2 separate regions of the Mus musculus genome follow, and region 1 is linked to region 2. Evidence: chromatin contacts called from public capture Hi-C data. All regions are on one chromosome and are shown on one strand. Each heading gives the region's core, a stretch centred on a gene start, on an enhancer-like site or on the middle of the called end of the contact. The rest is flanking DNA. Distances are from core to core; before and after follow the strand shown.

The links. Capture Hi-C pulls out chosen DNA fragments and counts their contacts.
Region 1: a capture Hi-C map of embryonic stem cells shows a contact between it and region 2, with 4 times the contacts expected there. The contact joins two enhancer-like sites. A contact is called at or near these places in 1 of 484 Hi-C or Micro-C datasets (embryonic stem cells), 2 of 115 datasets of contacts at active chromatin or transcription factors (cardiomyocytes and embryonic stem cells) and 1 of 9 other capture datasets (embryonic stem cells).

The regions. Positions count from the first base shown.
Region 1 is chr10:92,287,344-92,293,539 of GRCm38.p6, forward strand. All of the region lies in intron 2 of Gm20757 (predicted gene, 20757), which reads right to left. Among named protein-coding and RNA genes, the nearest start is that of Gm20757, 85 kb to the right of the region's middle. Within about 2 kb of position 2,063, at least 6 of the 459 cell types and tissues checked have an H3K27ac peak or open chromatin away from gene starts, as enhancers often do. A contact at or near this core is called in embryonic stem cells, where this site is marked.
Region 2 is chr10:91,422,275-91,428,415 of GRCm38.p6, forward strand. The region is part of intron 2 of Gm40736 (a long non-coding RNA gene); the gene reads left to right. Among named protein-coding and RNA genes, the nearest start is that of Gm40736, 15 kb to the left of the region's middle. Within about 2 kb of position 4,002, at least 5 of the 459 cell types and tissues checked have an H3K27ac peak or open chromatin away from gene starts, as enhancers often do. A contact at or near this core is called in embryonic stem cells, where this site is marked.

The DNA of each region.
Region 1 (6,196 bases), core at 813-3,312, 860 kb after region 2:
CCTAGCTAACCAAAATTGAAAACTCCAGATTCAGTGTTTTAAAAATGGAATGGAGTTCAATAACAAAGGAAGGCAACAGCAGACGTGATAGATAAGCATGCATACACACACACACACACACACACAGAGAGAGAGAGAGAGAGAGAGAGAGAGAGAGAGAGAGAGAGAATTGGGCAATGAAAATGTATTTGCTAAGTATGTGCACAATTTATACATGTCAAATATTTATAACTATATTTCTCTTAAAGCATCACAAAGCTACATACATTGCCTAGATTTACCTTAATACTTTAGAAAGATGCACCTGAGAAATAATGTCCTACATGTCCCGTGCAATAGAAGCAATCCCATAATGATCCACTAACACACATTTAAAGGTCTTCAATAATCCAATGCATACCTCTTAGAACCCAAACCAGAGTATAATCAGATATCTCTTCCTTTGTTGATATTGACTATTTAAGGAACCCAACTCAATGCCTTCAAGAACATTCTATACTCTGTACTTCATCTGATTGTTCCCAACTCTAATATGTTTGCTCTATTGTTCCTTTGACCTTCCTGTAAGTAGGTGATTCAATCTATATAAATAGTCTTGCATGGACTATAACTAATTTATAAGCCCATTCTAAATACCAACTTTGAAGTCTGATTTTCTGGCTTTACCATATCATGCTAATTTGTCTAGAGTAGAACTCTGATGTTCGCATCCATGAATTTCTGTACTTATAGGTGAAGAACAGTCAAGGCCAGGAAGACTAGAAGGAAAAGCCAAGGTCACACAGCAATATAAGATCAAAGGAATTGGGCAAAGGATGGGTCAGCCAATTTTAATTGGTTTCAGGTCAATTAAAATGGATGCAGCCCTGAGCCTGAGAGAGGAAACTGGAGGACATAAACTAGGATTTTTTTCACTAAAGGGAACCATTTGGATAGAAATTGCAATTGACACCAGAAGTATGAAGTGGGTTCAAAATATTTTTTTAATTTATTCATTTATTTTATGAATATGAGTACACCATTGCTCTCTTCAGACACACCAGAAGAGGGCATCATATCTCATTACTGATGGTTGTGGGCCACCAAGTGGTTGCTGGGAACTGAACTCAGGACCTCTAGAAGAGCAGTTGGTGCTCTTAACCGCTGAGCCATCTCTCCAGCCTTTTTTTTTAAGATTTATTTATTTATTTATTTACTTATTTATTTATTGTTATATGTAAGTACACTGCAGCTGTCTTCAGACACACCAGAAGAGGGCATCAGATCTCATTCCAGATGGTTGTGAGCCACCATGTGGTTTCTGGATTTGAACTCAGGACCTCCGGAAGAGGAGTCAGTGCTCTTAACTGTTGAGCCATCTCTCTAACCACAATTGAAAGCTTTACAAGACATGTATAGTGCACTAGGACCCCTTGCTGGGATGTCAAAGTGTCCTTAAACCCCTCCTAATCTGAAGTCCAGCTTTCTACATAATCTTTCCACCTTTTTCATTCCTCCCTGTCTTCTTCTCTTAGCTGGCCTCCCTGGTGCTTTTCGTTCTGCTTCCAATTCCCTTTAGTAGTCCTTCATAGACCTACAAGAAGAAACTTTTAAAGAGTAAATCTGATAAGGTGTTCTCTTCCCACAGATCGATTAAAACCCCTTTCCGGTCACCCACTGTATTTGTTATAAAAACCACACTATTAATATGCCCAACAAGGCTCAGCATGCTACAGACTATGTCTTCCTGTCCAATGAACTTTGTGTCCTTCTCTCTCTCCCTCTGTATTAGTTACTTTGCTCATTGCTGAGACAAAATCCCCAACAGAAATGATGGAAGGGAAAAGGGGCTGACTTCTGTTTTTGATTTAAGAGAGGATATAATCCATCAGAGTAGAAAGGCGTGGTGGCAGAGTGTAATTCTGCGTGTCCCACTGAATCTGGCTGGTCACACTGAAGAGAAAGCACACAGAGAGAGATGGATTCTGGCACTCGTGCTTTGTCTCCCTTTCTCTTCTGCTCAGTTTTGCACACAGCCCTAGGGTGGGACCACCCACACTCAGGATGGCTTTTCAATCTTCCGTTAGATATCTTTGGAAATGTCCTCACAGACATGCCCAGAGGTGTGTCTCCTAAGTGATTCTCTCAATCCTGTCACCGCATTCAAATGACTTCCTTTGTTTAAGAAACTGCATCCTGTTCTATTTTGCCTGCAGACAATTGTTCAACTGGCTCCCTCTGTCTGGAAGACGTCCCTTGAGTTCTGTGGCACAGCCTGACCACCTGCCCTTTGCCAAGATAATTTCTAATCTTCCCATCAAATGTTTTCTTCCTCAAATAAGTCTTTTCTGACCTTGAAATCCCTTCCGGAGCCCTATCATCATGAGGTGTGCTTTAATTTCACAAGTCTTAGCATCGTTCGCCTTCTATATTAGATTTATTATTAGCCTTACTGGCCTCAAAGCTGTATGTGAATTGAGACTGTGTGATTTCAGTTACTTGCTTAGCCAAATAAATGGGTTTTACAAAGTTGCTGCTGAATGAGTGCTACTGTAAAAAGAAAAGACATTGGAGTCTCATAGCTAAATATGAGACTGAGTAGGGTACTAAATAGAGCTGAGAGCAAACAACCAGATCAAAAGACTAGGTAAATGGAACTACAGTTGAGAAACTGGAGCTCTAACACGGGTAGGACTCAGCCACCACGAAGGTTTTCCTGGGATGCTTCTGATGATGCACCAGCAAGCTCTATGGGTTCAGATTTTTAAGGGGAAATGTTTACATCTCTTTGGGTTACTTTGCTCCATCTGGCAGCGTTGGTTCTTCGCATTAGAAATCACTGCTCAGTAAGTGCAGTACCATTCTCTGGGCTCTCCATGACCTCTTACCCTCTGAAGCATCCCGTAGAGCATCAAGTCTCACAGTAGCCCTACGGGGTTTCTTAGAGTTCACGGATAAACTATGCTTATTCATGACTACCTTTTGCATGCTGATAAATCCCTTTCTGTTTTAAATCTCCAAGTTTAGACTTATGGCTCTTCTAAGTTTCAGACCTTTTTAAAATCTGGATGTACTTGAAACTGAACTCACCTCCCACCCCCCACCCCTGAAGCACCCTTTGTGTTTTCTTACCAAGGGTCCTTGTAACATCATTGTGAGGCAAGGTTTAGCTCTCTGTAGGTACTCATGGAAAAGGGACCATCAGATGACTGCAGGTTGTTTGCATATGTTGTAGTGAAGGTGGACACTGGTGCTCAAAGGAAGGTAGGAGTGAAAACAGCCAAATCAAGAACACTACAGATGAGAAACAAATCTTGTGGCTGCCTATGAGCCGCCCAAGCAGACCAGGTGAAAACCAGACAGACAGGTTCAGAGAAGCAAGGCCAGTGTTGATAGGCCTGATGGACAGCTTCCATACAACACCATGGGATATATGAGAGGCACTATTACTCTTTTACGTTCTTGCTCTTAATTTAGTTAATTGTAGCAGATAACCTCAAGAAAGCCTCTGCCTGTTTTACAAAAGAGATGCCAGACCATCTCCAAGATGATGAATTAACACAGAACAAAGATAACTACTTCTCAATGAGAACAAAGAGAGTTCAGTATAATGAACAGCAATTGAGACACCTTTAAGATCAGAGGGCAGTAAAGTCAGAACTAACTAATAGCTAGCCTACAGTCAAGGTCAACATCAAACAAAGCAGGATTCATAGGCGGTTACAGGAGGGCTTCAAGGACTCATGACTGGGTGAGCAGTACATGAACAATGTGTGATCATCTTTGGGTAAGTCAGGAGTACATGCATATAGCATGTGAACCTTCCATTGGCTCAGTTCATGATAGCACAGAGAATTAAGCAAGCTCAGCAATTACCTAACCTTTGTTAGTTTCCGTGACAGCTCTATGAAACTCTCCAGAAAAGAAACTCAGTGGTTTTATTCTTTCTTGGGAATCCTTGCCACTTTGGGGAGTTTCTCCCTTTTCCTTAATTTCTCATTGTTTCTTGACAGGCCTTAATAAATATGATATCTGTTTTGCTTATTCCAGTGAGTATCCACATCTGTAATCACTACTGGTCTAAGACCGTGAGTTCAAAAGCTACTGTCTCAAGTTCATCTTTGGTGAGGGTGAATGCCCAGCTTATGAGTGCCCATGCTGTTGTCTTTGGATCAAGCACAATGGGGATGAGTAAGGTCCAGTCTCAAAACAACAACAAACTCACACAAACACACACACACACACACACACACACACACACACACACACACACACACACACACACACACACAATTCTACATCAGTACCTAAAACAAAATACTTACTTGATAGCATTGTTCATTCAAACAGAACAGAGAATCAGGCAAACTAGGTGCAAAGTAGAATATAAATATAGAAAGCTTAGTCCAGATAATGTCCAGTTTGTAAGGATTCAGACTGATCTTGGGTTTGGACACTAGGTAGTCATAGAAAACTAGGGCTCCCAGTTCACCACACCATTATTTGCAAAATGAGGACATTACTAAGCCACTGAGTTTGGGGGACCATTAACACATACATTTTCAGCATATTTCACCATATACACATGCATTTTCAGCTTACGGAATTTTCAGTTTACAGATGCATTTATCCAGACCTGGCCCTATCACAAATCAAGCTGCATGGGGATTTACAATGTTGGCTGCGTATAGTGTGCTCGTTGCTAATACTCATCAATGGCCTAAATGAGTCCTCATGGTTCTATGGCATTACAATCACCTCCATCGTTACCTGGGAGGAAGCCAACCATCACAGAAGTTAAGGGACGGGCACATGTCATCTAGAGAGGAGGTGAGAGAGGAGAATCTGAACTCAGCCCTATTTTACTTAAACACCCTTGAGCACTCCACTTGGTTCCACTGCACCGAAGTATCCACCGCAGCCTCAAGTCCCATGATTTTGCTACGTGGTGTTCTACCCTTCACTCTCTCCTCACAGCGATGCAAGCTATGAGACTTTGAAAGTGATGGCGCACTTCCATCCTGTTAGTTTCGAGATTCAGCATGTACTTTCTTCAAGAAAAAGTTCCTCTGGAAAGGAAAAGGATGAAGGGAGGGGCGAGCTGATCTGATCTGATCTGATCAGGTAGATAAAGGAGTCATACCTCCGGCATCTGAGTGACCCTGATGAGAAGAGACAGCGTGACCTGTGCTAGGTTATTTTCTAAGTGTCTGTAAGGTCAGTTGAGGTAAGCAAATGAGAAACAAAAGATGACACGCAGCCTCCTACTCGTGAGGGTCTTGAAAGAGAGGAGAGAGAAGGCACAAAGTTTCCATATTAAGAATCCCATCCAGGACTTCGTATTTCTAAAATTAGTATTAATGGCTTCTAATTTGGAAATGATCAAGCTGAGAGCCAAAGGTTAAGAGGAAAGCAATACTGCGTGCTTACTTCAAGGGCCCTCACATGCTTGAGAGAGAATTTTGTGTCGTTTCTATGCCCTAAGGTTTATTACTTCTTCAGTGCTACCCAAGTTCACATGCTGAAACTTTTAATGACTTCCCATTTTTTTATTACGTTTTTCAACGAACAGAAAAAAATCCTTCCATACAGCAAATATGTCTCCATATCAGCCTAGTTCTCAAATAGACACCTCTCGAGGGGAGGAGAGTCTACAGTATTCTGGTCATTCCTCTTCTTACAGCTCCTCCATCCTCCAACCTCTTGAATCTTAGGTTCTCCTAAATAACACAGTTAAAAATAAACAAAGTAAAACGACAATTCTAAATGCCGTGAATCAAAAACACGATTAAAGATGGAAAAGCTGATTTCTATAGAAGAGATGAGATTTATCTCGGTGTGATTGCTTTTACTTAAAAAATAATGAACAGTGAGTGTTTAGTATTTTATGTTAAGTTGACTATGTTGCTATTAACCCAGGAATGAAAACCCCATCCTCACTCGAGGGATCTCATCCTCTTGTTGATCTGTTTCTTGTGTCTTCAGCCCCTCTTTGCTGCCTGGCTTCATGACAACATATAAACTCATCCAATCCTCTAATGCTAAAACGAAGCCAGCAGGCAGATGGCATCTATGTTGCTCCACTTCCCCCATTCAACCAGACAGTACCCCATCGTGTTTCCTCTGAGCTCTCACTTCTCCATCATTCATCAACTGTCTGACTTCTGTCTATTCAAGTAGACCCTCCAAGATCCGTATACACCCCCACCCCACCCCC
Region 2 (6,141 bases), core at 2,752-5,251:
TTTTTAGTCAATGAACCAGAGAAACATAAAAGTGATATATGTCCATAGAGTACCATGTAATGTTCTGATACATGTGGACAATATGTAACATTTAAATCAAGTTAAAACATATTAATGTCTTCAAATATTTATCATTTTTATGTTAAAAATATTTTTTTAAATCCCTGGTTTTTAAACTCTTTGAAAATTATCGTTTTTTATTCCTATCCATGGTCACCCTATTGTATACTACAGCACACCAGAACCTCACACTTCTATGTAACTATAATTTAGTACCTGTGGTGGTTTGAATAGGAATGACAACCATAGACGTATGTGTTTGAATGCTTGGCCCATAGGGAATGGCACTATTAGGAAGTGTGACCTTGTTTGGAGTAGGTGTGGCTTTATTGGAGAAAGTGTGTCACTGTTGGGGTTGGCTTAGCAGATCCTCAAGGTGTACCCAGTGTGGCACACAGCCTTTTTCTGCTGCCTGCGGGTTAAGATGTAGAAATCTTAGCTCCTTCTCCAGCACTCTGTTTGCCTACACACTGCCATTCTCCTCACCATGATGATAATGAATTAAACCTCTCAAACTGTGAGCTGGCCCCAATTAAATGTTTTTCTTTATAAGAGTTGCCATGGTCATGGTGTCTCTTCACAGCAATAGAACCCTAACTGAGACAGCACCTATCGATTGAACTTTTCTATTTCCTTCTCCACTCTCCCAAGCAACCGCCATTCAACTGTCAATCTCTTTAAGATGAGGTTGCCTTAGATTCTCCAGACAAGTGGGGCTAAGTGCCACTTGTCTATTTTAATGCTTTGACTTTTTATGAAAAGATTTTTCTCTTGAACTTTCTTTAAACATGAGAAAAGTTTGATATGAAAAATGAAACTAGATAAATGAACTATAGGGTATTCTGGGGGTAGGAAGGCCCCATGGAGATTTGGCACAGGATGGGAGTCTCTACAGAAGGTGAGCGAAGTGCTAGGTAATAGATATTCAGCTGGTCAACCATGGCCCTGACCCACCAGGATCAATATCATATATTGATATATCTTGCTTCAGGGAGAGGTCTGTGAAATGGGAACCTGACAGGTCCTTAGTACAGACCCCAGGTAGTGGAAGGAAAGAATGTTCTTGGCATCTGCTACATCTCTGCATCCTTCAGTGACTCATTTATTTATGGTACTGCTGTTTACAGCAAAGTCGGAACCTGTCATGGGATAAAGACACAGTATGCTGAGATGAGTCCTTGCCACAGGCTTCATGCTGGCTGTCTGACTGCTCTTCACAAGTTCAAGGAGATGAGTGATCCTGCCCTCAATATCAGACTCTGGGCCACAGGAGGGAACTGGACCCAAACTCTTAGACTTGGGGTACATTCAGTACTCAGAGCTCTTGCCTGCGGGCTGTGAAGATTAGGGAGTTGAGAATATCATTCTGTCTCCTTCAACAGTACCTGTAGAAAGTGGGGGTTGCCATGGTCACCATCAGTGAACAGTACCTCTCACGTACTGTTTTTTTTTTCCTTCTGTTAATAAATTGTCTTTGTGAAAACAAAAATGCAAATATTAAAGGATTGTAGAACACTAGCCTGAAAGGGATTTTAAATTATTCAAAAACCACTTATTTGCTGAGAAAGTCAGCATTGTACTTAAGATTCTAGAAGTAGCAGAAAACAAAAGAGATTGTCCCTGCTCATTTTGAACCTAAGAGTCTAGTGGAGTAGAGAGAATATTTGGTTCCACCTTATTATTATACAGGCAGGGAAAACTTTTAGATCTTTCCATATGGGCATATTTGTGTGTGTGTGTGTGTGTGTGAAAAGAGAGGAAGGCTTTTGTTTGAAGAGTGATGGCATGTGAGATTATTTTTGCTGTTAAGCTGCAACTTGCTTCTTTGCCTGTTGAGGACCTGAAGGTTTTGGCTACTCAGAGAGCCGAATTTTTGTGCATGACAGGGAGAAGCATTTGAAATTGCAATGGGTTTTCCACACCCATTGACACAGGTCAACTCAGATCTATCTAACCAACAGTGAATGCACAATATTTGCAAAGGTTTCACCTGCAATTGAACATGCCATACTTATTTTTTGACCATTATTTCTTAAACAATATTAATCTACAGAACATTAATACTCTATTAGCCATGTAGAATATGCAGATAGGGGTGTTTAAAATTATTTGGGAGGATGTGTATAAATTATATGTAAAGCCTACATTATTTTATATATAAGGAACTTGTACTTGATAGATTCTGCTGTCTGGGGATGCTGGAGTCTAAGAACCAGTCTCATTTGGGTACTGAGGGATTGATCATATGCATGTATATGAAATAACAAGTTGTCCAGATACTGGTGTGAGCCCAGAGTAGGGAGGAAGAGTGGGAGATCCCCTGTGTGACAGTGGCCAAGGGACTTTCAAGAGGAGATGCGATGAAGCTTTTGCTGTCTTATGCAGGAATATAACTTCTTGGTGGTGACCTAGAAAACTCCAGCAAAAGTTTTACAGTACATCACAGGCTTTGCTCCCTTGACACCTAAGTGGGGAATCTGAGAAGATAAAGGGTTGACCTCAAGGCATGAACTGAGAGAGCAGAGAACAGAGATGCAGCAGAAGCAGGAAGCGAGAGAGGGCTCAGCAGAGCTCGGAAGATGGAGTCCGTGCTCCACCTTCCTCTCAGGAATTTTGCTGGGATCTTGGGGAGGACTCAGGAATTTTGCTGGGATCCTGGGGGTGGGGGTGGGGGGAGACTCCGGACTTACTGCTGGCTGTGGAACAGAATTTAGCCTCTGCAACTGTCATTTTAAGGTGTCTGCAGGACTCATCAGAGTAAAAATTATTCCTTTGTTTGGATACTGTTTCTTGATAGTGGAGCCATCCATGCTTTCTTGATAAAGTTCGTATTGGGAGGTATTTAGAAATAACAATTCAGTTCATGTTTATTAGGCAAGTCCTTTGGACAGGGGAGGACTAATAACTATTTGTGTTAATTCTCTGCATGTCAAAGAGAAGCACCTTACACTTCTCCCAGGAGATTTTCTTTTAATCAATGAGGAACTGACTTTGGCATAGGGAGACAAGAAGCTGGGAGAGGCCATCTAGGACTAGATTAAAAATATCAGGGGCCACAAGCCACAGACTGGGAGCAGTCAGCCCCTCTCAATCCGTGGGAATCAGGGTCTCAGACAGATGGGCATTGAGTCGGAGAGAATGGGGTGGCAAACAGACACGACATGAGAGAGTGTGTTGGAGCTGAATGTATTGTCCAAACAAACACCAGACTTTTTTATACAGAAGAAAAACAAAAAAACCAGGCGAACACATCCACCAAGTTACAGTGACACAAAACAAAAGGAATGCTTATGTCAAAAGATGGCAGGGACCAGGCCACTTTTACCACTGAAAATGGATCGAGGTGCTCGTCTATTGTTAAACCCACCACCAGGGGATCTTTAGTAAATACCTGATTATGCTATTCCTCTGGGCCTAGTGAAGAAGCCTGTATCAGGGAAATTCCCTTCCACTAACTCTTTCATTCGACAACCCACCCATTTGCTAGGCCATTGTGCATTCCTGTGTTTGGGCAAGACTCAGCTATTGTCCTAAGTAATTACTATGCAGACTAGTCCTGAGCTTTTCTAGCTCTGTACTTTGTAATGCCTGATTATTTTCACTGTCTCTACTAGAAGTGAATTTGAATGTTACTGAATAGGTAACATTCTTACTGAATTCCAAGCTCACCATTGGCTTCAAGGATTTTCTAGGAGCCATTGGAACACTGGTGGAGGCTTAGTTATATGTCAAAAATCAATCCTTAAAGGCACTTATAATAAAACAATTTTGAAAGAGGGCATACTCCAGACTAACTCGGGGACAGGGTTTGTGTATATGGGCTATGGGAATGCCAAGGTTCCAGGAGGCAAAGTTTCCTTGAAACTCTTCGCTTCGTGACTTCTTTCAGGCCCTTAGGCCTACCAAGCAGACTGCACTGGAGTGGACGTAGCAGCCACAGTCAAGAGATCAAAGATAGGTGCACACAGGGAAGGGAGACAGACCAAACCTTGCATGAGTTGAGCTTGAAAGCATTTAGAAGCTTGAGGAGAGAGAGGCAAATCTTTTAGGGAGAACGCGACGCATATGGATGCTCATATGCATTCACAAATAAGGTATTTATGTAGATGAAAAGTGTCAGGAAAAGCTGTTTTTATAAGCCAGTTATGTTGGGTTTTGTGAATGAGATATCTCTGGATGATTTTCAGAAGAGTTTAGTAAGAATATATGTTGCTTCATGGTAATTGTCTTAGTTTGGGTTTTACTACTATGAACAGACACTATGACCAAGGCAACTTTTATAGAGGTCAACATTTAATTGGGGCTGGTTTACAGATCCAGAGGTTCAGTTTATTATCATCCTGGCAGGAAGCACTGCATAGTCCAGGCAGGCATGGCACTGGAGGAGCTGAGAGTTCTATATCTTCATACAAAGGAAGCCGGGAGCAGACTGTTTGCAGGCAGCTAGGAGGGAGGTCTCAAAGTCCACCCTCCACAGTGACACACTTCCTCCAACAAGGCCACACCTCCTAATGGTGCCAGGCATATTTAAATGACCACAGTAATCTTTGGTTGAATCTCTTTGAATAAGATCCCAGGCACGGGCTACCTTCTAGGTGAGAGAAGGTCTGCTTAGCTTCACATATGTGGCAGCCCGAGTCTTAAACTTTGGTATTCAAGTGTCCTCAAGAGGGGATACGTAAGAGGAGTGGCAAATATCTGCCACCCTGAACTGTCATACTAGTGATCGAAGACTATATCCCATCTGGTCTGAGAGCATCTAACTGTGGAACTGATGATGAATAAAATGAGTGAAATAAAGCATTTGCCTAGATTTGCTCTTCTCTTCAGCAGGCCTAAAGGATGGACTAAAGAATACAATGGTAAAGAGGACATTTGAGAACTATGAATGGAGGTTGTGGCGGGGGGGGGGGGGGTGTTTCCTATGGGAAGCTGGGGCAGGAATCCAGACTTCTGCAAATGTTGAATAGCTCATCTCTGAGTTGCTGTGTTCTTTGAAGTTCCAAAAGCTTCTTTCAAGGAACTGAAAATGGTCATGAATGACGGTTTTAGGACCAAGCAAACACATTCAGCTATACTCCCTTGCAAAAGACCTCAGCTCGGAATGTCAACTGTTTACAGTCCCCATAGAGGGGCAGAGATCTTCACTGATTATCCAGCTGTGTCCTCCCATTTGTTGTATATAACTCTACATACATAGGTTCAGAAGCTGGGGTGTAAGGCCTCCATGTGGGCCTATGGCTATAGGGAACTGTCATCCCTGCTGGGTAACAATTTTCAGATGTGCTTTCTTTCTGTCTCTCTGTCTCTGTCTCTCTCTCTCGTGTGTGTGTGTGTGTGTGTGTGTGTAGCATTAATAACCCTGCAAGTAATCTATGCTTTGTAAAACCTATGCTTTGTAAAGAAGCCTGATAAACCCATTGGTTCTTTAGAGTGAGCTTTGGCGCATCATGCCTTGTTTTGTCACTGAGACCTTAGGAGAAGGGATAGATATTGCTTACATCTTTCCCTGAGAAGGAGTTTTGGCAATACCCATGTCTGTGATGCCCAGTACCACCCTACAGTTTTCCTACTTCTGCGAGGATGACACTAGCCCAGAATGGGGCTAAGGTAGAAAGAGTGTACAGAGCTCTGATTTTGATTTTGGAAGCATTTATAGAGTCCTAGGTGGGAAGACACACACTCCGACATAACTTATAAGTGCCACGAGGAGGAGGTACAGATGTTTAACCATGGCCTAACAGGAGGTAAATCCAGCTGTGCTCATTGAGGTAGGCAGAATGTTCATCGTCCTGTCCTGCCGTTGAGCTGTGGCCTCTGAGGAATGGGTGAGGTTATTCAGGAGAACAAAACCACAGCAAGCTTCCCGAAACCTGACCACAAGTGAAGCGGCTGCCCCTGCTGGATTCCTGACTATCTAAAAGAAAAGGAAGATGGCGGTGAGCGGGCTCAGCAGGTAAATGCATGCGCTGTCAAGCTTGGTGACCCGAGTTTGATTGTAAGAACCCACATGGTAGAAGGAGAAGAACTGAGCCGGGCAAATTGTTCTCTGACCTCCGTAGTGGCACACATGTGCCCTCA